2 separate regions of the Salmo salar genome follow, and region 2 is linked to region 1. The links are chromatin contacts, called in public Hi-C maps. All regions are on one chromosome and are shown on one strand. The core of a region is the stretch at or near the end of the contact, and the rest is flanking DNA. Distances in the headings are between cores, read along the strand shown.

Region 1 (6,663 bases), core at 987-3,486:
TATTTTCCTGCCGTAGAAAATTGGTTTAAATTGAGATCGGACATCTGTATAGACCTGTAACAGTCTGTAGACACAGAATGGTCATGGTCCGTCACTACGGCGACCAGAACACCTCTTAATCAGTCTGTCATCATCAGCATCATCCTGCCTTTGTAGTTCTCTTCCTTGATGGTATCCTGTAGTTCTCTTCCTTGATGGTATCCTGTAGTTCTCTTCCTTGATGGTATCCTGTAGTTCTCTTCCTTGATGGTATCCTGTAGTTCTCTTCCTTGATGGTATCCTATAGTTCTCTTCCTTGATGGTATCCTGTAGTTCTCTTCCTTGATGGTATCCTGTAGTTCTCTTCCTTGATGGTATCCTGTAGTTCTCTTCCTTGATGGTATCCTGTAGTTCTCTTCCTTGATGGTATCCTATAGTTCTCTTCCTTGATGGTATCCTATAGTTCTCTTCCTTGATGGTATCCTATAGTTCTCTTCCTTGATGGTATCCTGTAGTTCTCTTCCTTGATGGTATCCTGTAGTTCTCTTCCTTGATGGTATCCTGTAGTTCTCTTCCTTGATGGTATCCTATAGTTCTCTTCCTTGATGGTATCCTGTAGTTCTCTTCCTTGATGGTATCCTGTAGTTCTCTTCCTTGATGGTATCCTGTAGTTCTCTTCCTTGATGGTATCCTATAGTTCTCTTCCTTGATGGTATCCTGTAGTTCTCTTCCTTGATGGTATCCTGTAGTTCTCTTCCTTGATGGTATCCTGTAGTTCTCTTCCTTGATGGTATCCTGTAGTTCTCTTCCTTGATGGTATCCTGTAGTTCTCTTCCTTGATGGTATCCTGTAGTTCTCTTCCTTGATGGTATCCTGTAGTTCTCTTCCTTGATGGTATCCTATAGTTCTCTTCCTTGATGGTATCCTGTAGTTCTCTTCCTTGATGGTATCCTGTAGTTCTCTTCCTTGATGGTATCCTGTAGTTCTCTTCCTTGATGGTATCCTATAGTTCTCTTCCTTGATGGTATCCTATAGTTCTCTTCCTTGATGGTATCCTGTAGTTCTCTTCCTTGATGGTATCCTGTAGTTCTCTTCCTTGATGGTATCCTGTAGTTCTCTTCCTTGATGGTATCCTGTAGTTCTCTTCCTTGATGGTATCCTATAGTTCTCTTCCTTGATGGTATCCTATAGTTCTCTTCCTTGATGGTATCCTGTAGTTCTCTTCCTTGATGGTATCCTATAGTTCTCTTCCTTGATGGTATCCTGTAGTTCTCTTCCTTGATGGTATCCTGTAGTTCTCTTCCTTGATGGTATCCTATAGTTCTCTTCCTTGATGGTATCCTGTAGTTCTCTTCCTTGATGGTATCCTATAGTTCTCTTCCTTGATGGTATCCTATAGTTCTCTTCCTTGATGGTATCCTATAGTTCTCTTCCTTGATGGTATCCTGTAGTTCTCTTCCTTGATGGTATCCTATAGTTCTCTTCCTTGATGGTATCCTGTAGTTCTCTTCCTTGATGGTATCCTATAGTTCTCTTCCTTGATGGTATCCTGTAGTTCTCTTCCTTGATGGTATCGAGGCAAAGGTCTGTTTTTCTTACTGTCTGGAGCTATGATGGACATGATGGACATGCCCATAAAACATGATCTATAGTTAGAGCAGAGCATATGCTTTTACATGACTCCAGTGCAGATCAGAGCCGTACCTACAGTATACAGTACCAGTCAAAAGTGGCGGTCTCAGCTCAGAGTAGGCAATGTAAACTCCTGGGCCAAGCCGAGCGGGAAAGAACAGAATGGTTCTGGTTGGCCCTATAGTGTAAATCGGGTCTAGATATCCCTCCAGACCAGGTGTGCTGCAGCAGTCAGTCAGTCCCTCCATGCTACTCTACGGTAAGTAGGTCAGGCCTCATCCAGTAGTCCAGAGAGGAGACGGGTTGGTGATTTAAGTTTAACATGCTCATCACTTCCCTAGCCCCCATAAGCCCCTTCTGTCAAAGCTTCATAGCACCCAGCCCAGCAGCTGGTTAAAAGTTTCTCTTTTCCCCATAGCCCAACCATTGGCCCTGCAACATGGAAGCCATTTTGGATCCTACTTCAATGTACTGCAGTCCCATTTAATGCTTGGTGTCTGTGTAACAAACAGTGAGTTTGATGTGTGTTTCTCTCTCTTCTCCTCTGCAGGACCCGGGGCCCATGCCTCCCTCCCCCATCCTGGGACAGAAGCCACTGCAGTTGATTGAGATCAAAGCCAGGGGGCGCTTCGGCTGCGTGTGGAAGGCTCAGTTGCTCAACGATTACGTGGCTGTCAAAATATTCCCCATTCAGGTACAGTAATGTAACCACTAACCACCACTAGTAGCAGGACAGAGGGCTGTGTGGAGGCTTTCTCTGCTTCTTTGGAAGGGAGAAGAGAGCGTCATCAGTCTTAAAGCTCCAGGCCCTAGGTAATCCTCCTGGGCTGACCAGCCCCCTACTTTAGAGGCCAATCACTAAGCCCACAGTGGCCTTGATTGACCACTGAGCAGCAACTGACATGACCTAACATACATTATTATGCTATTTTTAAATAACAATCATATTTTTTCTTTTTTCTTTTCATGTCTAGTAGGAATCCAAAACCCATTCTCAGTTGATATTGTACATCTTGAACAGTTTTCTGTGTGTTTGGCGTCCTCAGGACAAGCAGTCATGGCAGAACGAGTATGAGATCTACAACCTGAGCGGGATGAGGCATGAGAACCTGCTCCACTTCCTGGGAGCAGAGAAGAGGGGAAACAACATGGACATAGAGCTGTGGCTGATCACAGCGTACCACGAGAAGGTACAGCCCCCCCTGCTGGTCAGAAGATCACAGCACAAACAAAGCAAATTAAATCACAACTCATTCAACGAAGTCATGCTAGAATTTAACATTTATCCCAAGACATCAAGCGTCGTTGTGAAAATGCAAGTCTATGTAGCAACACTGATCCAGTATTTATTAACTAGACAACCTTAGATAGAGCTGTTCCTTCCTATTTTTCAGAAAACACTAGAATGGTCTTTATCTGTGTTGAATATATCTGCCCTCTAGTGGTTAGAGGTAGAACAATCAGCTGGCATTATGTCAGATGGTATGGTGGCATGTTGACTTCAAGGTGAGCCACATTTGCTAGGTGCTGTTATATTAACTGGTTGTCTGCCTCCATTTCCAGGGCTCGTTGACAGACTATTTGAAGGCCAACGTGTTGTCGTGGAGCGAGCTGTGCCACATAGCCCAGACCACGGCTCGAGGCCTGGCCTACCTCCATGAAGACATCCCTGGTCTGAAGGACGGACACAAGCCAGCCATCGCCCACAGGTCAGCTCCCTGCTCTCCCATCCTCCCTGGTCACCTATCTCTGTTTGTGTTCCTCTATCATTACACTGCCATTAAAGACCTACTCTTCGATGGTCTTTTCAATCCACTGCCTTCCTTCACTTACCCCCCCCAAAAATCTAACTCTGCTTCCAGAAAGTAAATCAAATCAAATGTATTTATATAGCCCTTCTTACATCAGCTGATATCTCAAAGTGCTGTACAGAAACCCAGCCTAAAACCCCAAACAGCAAGCAATGCAGGTGTAGAAGCACGGTGGCTAGGAAAAACTCCCTAGAAAAGCCAGGACCTAGGAAGAAACCTAGAGAGGAACCAGGCTATGAGGGGTGGCCAGTCATCTTCTGGCTGTGCCGGGTGGAGATTATAACAGAACATGGCCAAGATGTTCAAATGTTCATAAATGACCAGCATGGTCAAATAATAATAATCACAGTAGTTGTCGAGGGTGCAACAGGTCAGCACCTCAAGAGTTAATGTCAGTTGGCTTTTCATAGCCGATCATTCAGAGTATCTCTACCGCTCCTGCTCTTTCTAGAGAGTTGAAAACAGCAGGTCTGGGACAGTTAGGACGTCTGGTGAACAGGTCAAAGTACACAACATTCATCCTGTTAAATGATGGGTATCTTTCCTCTCCCGCGCTGTCTGTTGTCTCATTGGTGTGTTTCTGTTCTGCTGTAATCCACAGGGATATCAAGAGTAAGAATATCCTTCTAAAGTCCAACCTGACAGCCTGCATCGCTGACTTTGGCCTGGCCCAGAGGTTTGAGGCTGGGAAATCCGCTGGGGACACGCACGGACAGGTGAGTGATGAGTGATGGGAGGAATGGTTGTGGAAGGTGTAGTCCATGATGTTCTACATGACTGTAAAAACGTCAGCATACCTCGACGTTCATGTTACAAAGAAAAAAACATCAACATCGTCAATCTGTTCAGCACAAGCAGAACTCTGTATTCCCTGATGTCAGATTGAGACAATTGCATGTAAATTATCCAAAACAGGCAGGACCACCGATTGAGATTGATCTCTAACCAGTCTGTGTGTGTGTGTGTGTGTGTGTGTGTGTGTGTGTGTGTGTGTGTGTGTGTGTGTGCGCGTCTGTTCATTCCAGGTGGGCACCCGGAGGTACATGGCCCCTGAGGTGCTGGAGGGGGCCATCAACTTCCAGCGGGACTCGTTCCTGAGGATAGACATGTATGCCCTGGGACTGGTGCTGTGGGAGCTGGCCGCACGCTGCAAGGCTGCTGACGGTAAGAACACACTCCCTGGAAGGACCATAGAGTAGTAGCGGCCCACGCAGAGTAGGAGTGGCCCACGCAGGGTAGGAGTGGCCCACGCAGAGTAGGGGTGGCCCACGCAGGGTAGGGGTGGCCCACGCAGAGTAGGAGTGGCCCACGCAGAGTAGGGGTGGCCCACGCAGGGTAGGAGTAGCCCACGCAGAGTAGGGGTGGCCCACGCAGGGTAGGGGTGGCCCACGCAGAGTAGGGGTGGCCCACGCAGAGTAGGAGTGGCCCACGCAGAGTAGGGGTGGCCCACGCAGAGTAGGAGTGGCCCACGCAGGTAGGAGTGGCCCACGCAGAGTAGGAGTGGCCCACGCAGAGTAGGGGTGGCCCATGCAGTGTAGGTGTGGCCCACGCAGAGTAGGAGTGGCCCACGCAGAGTAGGGGTGGCCCACGCGAGTAGGAGTGGCCCACGCAGAGTAGGGGTGGCCCACGCAGGGTAGGGGTGGCCCATGCAGGGTAGGAGTGGCCCACGCAGAGTAGGGGTGGCCCACGCAGAGTAGGAGTGGCCCACGCAGAGTAGGGGTGGCCCACGCAGGGTAGGAGTGGCCCACGCAGGGTAGGGGTGGCCCACGCAGAGTAGGGGTGGCCCACGCAGGGTAGGAGTGGCCCACGCAGGGTAGGGGTGGCCCACGCAGAGTAGGAGTGGCCCACGCAGGGTAGGGGTGGCCCACGCAGGGTAGGGGTGGCCCACGCAGAGTAGGAGTGGCCCACGCAGAGTAGGAGTGGCCAACCCTCTTCCTGTCTTCCTAGCATACTCTCTGGAGAGCTACACTACCGCAGGATTGTGTTCCAGCTTTACTCGGAACCTTGATTAGCTAAATCAGGTGTAGGGCTGGAGCAGAAGCCAGCATACACAGTATCTCTCCAGGAGGGGGGGGGTCCTTTCCTGCACTACCATAGTCCTGGTGTCTATCCAGGGAATTCCGTCTGGATTCTGTCTGTCTGGTTCCATGGAGCCGTATTGACCTGGCCTAACCCGGGTTGTTGTGTCGGGGGTCAGCATGTGGAACGCCCTGCATGACCTCTGGTTATCACTGGAGGGCAACTCTGGGTTAGAGCCTGGTCAGAGCAACTCACTGCCCAGAGGGAGACCTCCACTGGTCAAGAGCTGTTAGACAACACAAAGCATCAGCTCTGAATACCTTGGGGGGAAAAACTCAGAGATCACTGATTGTGTTTAGACCAATGTTTTATTTTCTTTATTAGCTGAAAGTAATGATTGGTATATTGATTGCATTTTGTGAAGGTTTTCTCTTTGTTGGAATGGATCACTGTGGTGTTGAGGTAACAGTCTGCTGTGTTATTTCAGGCCCAGTGGATGAGTACATGCTGCCGTTTGAGGAGGAGATTGGCCAGCACCCATCCCTGGAGGACATGCAGGATGTTGTAGTTCACAAAAAGCTGAGGCCCACACTCAGGGAGTGCTGGCAGAAACACACTGTGAGTAGAACATATACACCATGTATCTTAACCAATCAACCATTGTGACCTGACTGAAGGGGTAGTACCGTGACTACCACAAATGACCAAATACCCATTGTCATGCAACAGTAAGGAGATGGAGGACAGTGCCTTCAGAAAGTATTCACACCCCTTTGTTGTGTTACAAAGTGGGATTAAAATTGATTTAATTGTAAAAAAAAAATATTGTCAACCATCTACACAGTACTCTGTCAAAGTGGAAGAAAAATTTGAACATTTGTCAAAGATTTATGAATAATAAAACACTAATATACACTACCGTTCAAAAGTTTGGGGTCACTTAGAAATGTCCTTGTTTTTGAAATATATATATTTTTTTTTGTCCATTAAAATAACATCAAATTGATCAGAAGTACAGTGTAGACATTGTTAATGTTGTAAATGACTATTGTAGCTGGAAACGGTAGATTATTAAACCCTTTTGCAATTATGTTAGCACAGCTGAAAACTGTTGTGCTGATAAAAAAAAACTAGTTGAATATCTGGAGCATCAGCATTTGTGGGTCCAATTACAGGCTAAAAATGGCCAGAAACAAAGAACTTTCTTCTGAAACTCGCTTCT
Region 2 (6,173 bases), core at 2,593-5,092, 51 kb before region 1:
TGTCGTTTGTTTTTTTATTGTGAAGTGTTGCTCATTAAAAGTAAAGAATGAGCACTCAACACACTGCGCCTTGGTCTAATCCTTTCGACGCCTGTGACAGATCCAGCATTTGTATTACTGGTATGCCATAGAAGTTAATTTAGAAACCTAGTTTACAGTAACTTATATCACGTCGGTATCCTTGATTTAGGGAGTACTGGTGGATGACAAGGATTTACTTGCAGTAAGTAATGGCCTCCTAAAGGAATTGAGACGTCCTATTCTAGCAGGGTTAATGAGGTATGCTGCACCATCTGATTCCTCTGGGTTTCCTGTTTCACAGTGAGATATGGAAGATATGAGGGTGTGGGAGAGGAAGAGGGAAAGGGTGTGGGAGAGGGAAAGGGTGTGGGAGTGGGAGAGGGTGTGAGTGTGAGTGTGGGAGAGGAAGAGGATGTGGGAGAGGGTATGGGAGAGGGAATGGGTGTGGGAGAAGGTGTCAGAGAAGGTGTGGGTGTGGACGAGGGAGTGGGTGTGGGAGAGGGAGAAGAGTGGGAGAGGGTGTGGGAGAGGGTGTATGACAGGGTGTGGGAGAGGGAGAGGGTGAGGGAGAGGGCGAGGGAGAGGTTGTGGGAGAGGGTGTGGGAAAGAGCATGGGAGAGGGTGTGGGAGAGGGAGATGGTGTGGGAGAGGGAGAGTGAGAGTGTGAGGGGAGGATGTGGGAGAGAGTGTGGGAGAGCGAGAGGGTGTGGGAGAGGCAGAGGGTGTGGGAGATAGAGAGGGTGTCAGAGAGGGAGAGGGTGTGGGAGAGGGAGAGAGTGTGGGAGAGGGAATGACAAAACAATTCTGATAAAGAAAGTTGATTAGCAAAATATTATGGTAAGTAGTCAACATTGAATTGGCCTCGCAGTAAGTGCCTTTCAGTTGGGCAAGGCCATTGTAGCCACTAGTAGCATAGATCATTATATGTCATTAAAACCCGATGCCCTCATAATGGGCTCCCTGTAGCACTAGTAACTATCATCAGCCATTGCCTTAGTTAGAAAGTAGGCTATTAAAACATGAACACACTCACACACTGCAGCCTAGGTAACGTCAGGGAGGATATGAGATTAGTGGAGCAGGGAGGAATGTCATAGCTGCCCAGGTCACACTGGTAATCTGCCGTCACCTCTACTCCCTCTGTCACCAAGCAGCCACACACACATGCGCGCACGTGCACACACACACACACACACACACACACACACACCAACCCCTCAGCTCTCCTCTCAACTTCAATTAGTGTTGATTTCCAATGGTGACAGGGAGATTGCATTGCCAACCCACATTAACCAGTGCCAGATACTGTAATGAATGGCGCACAATCCTTCTCACAATAATGCTTGTATAACCTGTCATAATCCAAAATATGCTGTGGTTTTATTGTAATTTTAATGAAATAGCAAGTGAAGTAGCTGGAGGGAGACTACTGCAGCTCCCTCCCTCCAATGGCTTGTCCCCTGACAATGATTCAAAATTAAAAGAGGGTTTCTGCTATGAACATCCCGCGAAGTTCTGTATGCATGGATAACTTAATTTCACCATAGCAACGTCATAAGTGATCATATACATCTGGCAGCCATTTGCCAGTGCAATTTAACATGCAGTTTCATATCTGCACAACATTACATTAGCAAAGGTCTAAAATATAGCTGTTAAACAGAGATAGAAATGGTAATATGATGCCTATTGGGGCAATGGAGGTTTCAATCATGCAGGGATGGTGCACAAACAATCATTTAAATAGTCATTGTAAATAGTGCAAGGATAAAAACTGGTATATATGGACTGACAGTAAGATGATAAAAGACAACTGTATATGCCTTACTGTGAAGGAGCTGGGCTATTATCCTTAACATGTGCCAAGGCTCAACATTAATGTGATTTCAGAGGACAGGGTGTAATATGGTTTACTAGTGCTTAAGTGATTACCTATTCACGAGAGCTAGGGTGAAGTATGCCTACATTGTGCAAGTATGTGGTTTAGCACTACATTGGTTAGAGTTGTAATTTACATGAACCCAAAAGTGTAATTTAAAATGTGGGAGTTGCCTTTTAAGTACTCAAATAAGATTGACCAGATAGTTAAAGCACAGTGGTCATTTTGAGTGAGTTAAACCTTGTACTGGGTACAATAGGTCCTAGGCTACTTGGCAGAACTGAATCCTGGGAAATAGTACAGTAATTACCTTCACGGAAGAAAGACACGTGTACGCTCTCTCAAGGACATTAGCAGCCTGACAGGGACGACACGCTCTAACAGATGCATGGCCTGTCTCCTGACATCTGCCTGACATCTCACGCAAACTCTTTGATATCCATTGGGATAATCTCTTGCACTTTTAGAACTCTGATTAAAAGTTAATGAGCTCATCCAGGGGAAGAATGCCTGGCATCTTGGTATTCCTGTGATATATAGAACCCCACAACCAAATACTTCCCATATTTCAGGAGAGTGTTGAAGTGATTTAGCAGTTAGAGTAATAGCCTCATAAGTAGGTTGGAGAGACAGGTCTTGGGTGTGAGTAAATGTGACTAAATCCTGGCTTTCTATCCTCTCTTAATGTCCTTGATATTTTCCACATGCGTACTGAAGCTTAGGTTATAAGCGCCAGCGCTTTTCTTTAGGTCAACTTAGTGACCTGGGTTATATGTTCACAGAAATAGGGCTTCCAAGTGGCGCAGCAGTCTAAGGCACTGCATCTCAGCGCTAGAGGCGTCACTACAGTCCCTGGTTCAAATCCAGGCTGTATCACATCTGCCTGTGATTGGGAGTCCCATAGGGTGGTGCACAAATGGCCCTGTTTTGTCTGGGTAGGATGTCATTGTAAATAAGAATTTGTTCTTAACTGACTTTCCTAGTTAAATAAAGATCAAATAAAAATGAGGTCAGGTGTGGTTACCTAATTCCAGAGGCAGCTCATGGAAAGTATTACGTTTACACAAATGTGCAGCATATTCTAGTTCTCAAATTGTTAACTAACATCCAAATTTACTTCATCATAATGCATCTAAATGACCTGTTTTACATAATTCAATATAACCTAGAAAGTTAGAAAAAACAAATCTTCTTTCCAGAGGTTGACAGTCAGGTTGGACTTGTTTCAATTCCACTTCAAATGTGAATTTGAAACAACCACATTTTTAATCCGGGGAATTCCAAAGCACCTCAGTAGTACAGGTTTCATACAGTATATTGGTTTCATAATCCCTTGATACATCCATGTGCTCATTAGACTGGTTGATCAATATTAATGAATATAGGCTAAAATACCAGAATGTTTTCTATCTCCAGTTAAATTATTATTAAATCTACATGCCATGTACATGTACATATATTTTCTTTATGCAGATTCTAGAATATTCGCATGAAAATCTCTCGCCAATTGGATGGAAAACGAGCCACCACCGTGTTAATGTCAACTTCAATGTCGTGACGTCAGAGTTGGGACGTCCCAAAGATGCCTTAGACAGTTTAGAGTTGTCCGTGGTTTTATAGGTTTTTGCATATGTGACCCTAATTAGCGTCTCCTAGGAAACAATTACCAAAACTACTGTTCCTATCCTTTCACAACAACAAAAAATCCAGTAATTTTATTGATCAGCGTATCTGCAGCCATCCCTCCCATCATCAATACCTTTACTCACAGTACACTCGCCTGGGCGTGTTTATTGCCTCTCATTCATGGGCACAAGACAAGAGAATGCCTCACAGGATTGGTGGAACAGTAAAGCTCTGGCGGATTTGTCGTTCTCTATTGGCCGTTATTCATGTCGGTCACAGCTTTAGCCGCGTAGTGACAGATGAGTATGAAAAAAAAAAATCAAAAACAATCCGTGCAAGCAGCCATCTTGAGTACAGTTGTGCACTTGGAGAGGTGATGAGAATTATATGACCGAGTCGTTCAAGGAAAACGTCAATATTAGACGAAAGAGACTACATCTAAAGGATTAATTTTAATTCTCTAATTCGTTGTTTTCTTGTATGCCACACTTCCCGTTCGCACGAGTGAACATTGATTGAATCGATACCGACCAAGCCAGCCAGTAGCTAACGTATCGGGCTAGCTTCACGGGTTTCCTATGTGCCTTCAACGGTGTAACTCGACTTCAATCCTTTCTCGATTGACATATCTAAAATACGAAATATAGTTTCTGTGATTCAAGATTCAGATTTTGAAGACAGCTAGAGACAATATTGCGTTATTTGCATGTTGTGGACAAACAACGTTTGGAATACACACAGCCTTCGGTAGAATGGCTGGTTAATGTTTTCTCCGGCGTCAACTTTCCTTTGGATGTGATCGCGCGTGATTTTGGAAAGGTGTAATGTTTGCAAGAGTGAAACTTGGTCAGTAAAATGTAATTACGCAAACTCGACTCATTGAATTTGTGATTTAATTAGTGAGGTAACCAGTTGGCAATCTTAAACCTATGCAAATCCGGTTTATGTTAACGGTGATGCAATATAGCTGTCTAGATGAAAGATTATCGCTAGATAGTCGGAAAAATTGCAACAAAGTAAGAGTTTGTGATTATTTTTGCTGGGACATAGTCTAGCGCTAGACATTGTTTCTAAAATGCGACAATGTTGCATTATTGTGTGCAGAATGGATACACCATGCAGCAAGTACATTAACCAGTAGTCAAACAAGCTATTCGTCGTTTTTTGTTGTTTTTTTGCAGTAGTTTAGTTTCTTTATAGTTATATATTTTTGTTTTACATGTGTTTCAAACGATGTCCCATGCCAGAAGAATACAATAAACACTAAGGATTCTGAAGTGGAAATTTGTATGCTGTATGTTACAGGCATTGCAGCTCTTTCAATCAGTCAGTCACCTGATGCATTTGCTATAAAAAGGTACTCTGATACTTTGGACGCTAATCCCATAGGATTCGTGGCACCAGGATTTACTGGAAATAAAGGATTTGACATTTGACCGAAAATGGGACCAGCAACGAAACTGGCATTCGGCGTCTTTTTGATCTCATGTTCTTCAGGTGGGTATTCGATAGGAAGCAGTCTTCAAATATCGACCAGCGATCACATGTTCATGCATGCAATAGTCAGAATATTTCACACACATCCATATCACAGTGTAGGCCTATGATAATGTTATAGCCTATCCTACTGTCCCTGTTATGTGCGCTCGCTGCCGCGGGTCATATGACGCGGGAACGCGATTGGATGTACAGCATCTTGAAACTAAACAGCTTTTTGAATAGAGTTGACTGTACATTAGATCATGTTGGTGGTCATCGTCTGTCCAGTCCAATACAGCAATAGCCATCGGTCTAGCCACTATAGCGAGATGAAAGCGAAGAGTCAACACAGGAGTAGAGTAGGCCTCATGTGGAGAGAGGAGGCAACGTGTGCATCTGATTGAGAACAGCTAGCTGTCGGCCTATAATTATGCATATGTTGTGTGCTTTTCATGCAATGTCAAGACGGCTATATATTTTATGCAGGAAGATGATTCAATCGAGAATCCTCTCCACTACATTATGACTATTTATGTGATGTAAAAATGGAATATCTGATGAGGCTATAGTTGACCCTGTTGTGGTTGTTATTTCAGTCTAGATTTGTTTTATTTTGTTTTAACTTTTATTTAACTAGGCAAGTCAGTTAAGGACAAATTCTTATTTTATGGTGTGATTGTGATCTGGGCTCTGAAATCCCAGTTGTACTGCCTAGATATTTTCTTATGTAGATATGTGCATTCTGATACATTCAGGTATAGCTACTGTACTGCATGTTATTTGCATATTATTATGCCTAGGCCTATGTAATGGTCTGTTGTACAGTAGTATTCACTTAGTTTTCTTTAAATGAAACATCAACACGAATACTTGTTTCTTGTTGGTACATCCCAAAGCAGTTAGTGGACAAAAAGCAAGTTGATCTCCTGTTTAAAAGATCGCTTGTTGGGACTCAAGGATTCAGTGTGTGTGGCGGTTTTGTTTGAAACCAGGCACGTGCTGCTGGCGCCTGCCCTGAGAAACAGTCTTCCATCTGTGCTTATCACTCTACACTCCAAGAAATTCCATTTGCACAGAGCAGGGGGGAGGTGGGGGGCAAAGACTCGAAGTCATCTCCTGAGTCAAAGCTCCATTTACTTTTCACCAGGCAGAGGTCAGTCAGGTCTCA

What was found. Hi-C and Micro-C count contacts between places; a contact is called where the count stands out from the background.
Region 2: a Hi-C map of gill shows a contact between it and region 1, with 3 times the contacts expected there. The contact joins the promoter of LOC106582410 here to the enhancer-like site in region 1. A contact is called at or near these places in 2 of 3 Hi-C or Micro-C datasets (gill and muscle).

What each region holds. Positions count from the first base shown.
Region 1 is chrssa21:46,039,509-46,046,171 of Ssal_v3.1, reverse strand. LOC106582410 (activin receptor type-2A) reads left to right here. Exons shown (of 12, transcript XM_014165502.2): 6 at 2,162-2,305; 7 at 2,658-2,801; 8 at 3,175-3,320; 9 at 4,024-4,138; 10 at 4,448-4,586; 11 at 5,929-6,059. Among protein-coding and RNA genes, the nearest start is that of LOC106582411, 12 kb to the right of the region's middle. Within about 2 kb of position 2,236, at least 2 of the 13 cell types and tissues checked have an H3K27ac peak or open chromatin away from gene starts, as enhancers often do. A contact at or near this core is called in gill, where this site is marked.
Region 2 is chrssa21:46,092,520-46,098,692 of Ssal_v3.1, reverse strand. It overlaps LOC106582410 (activin receptor type-2A), which reads left to right and starts at 3,842. Exons shown (of 12, transcript XM_014165502.2): 1 at 3,842-4,372; 2 at 4,832-5,023. The coding sequence starts at 4,969.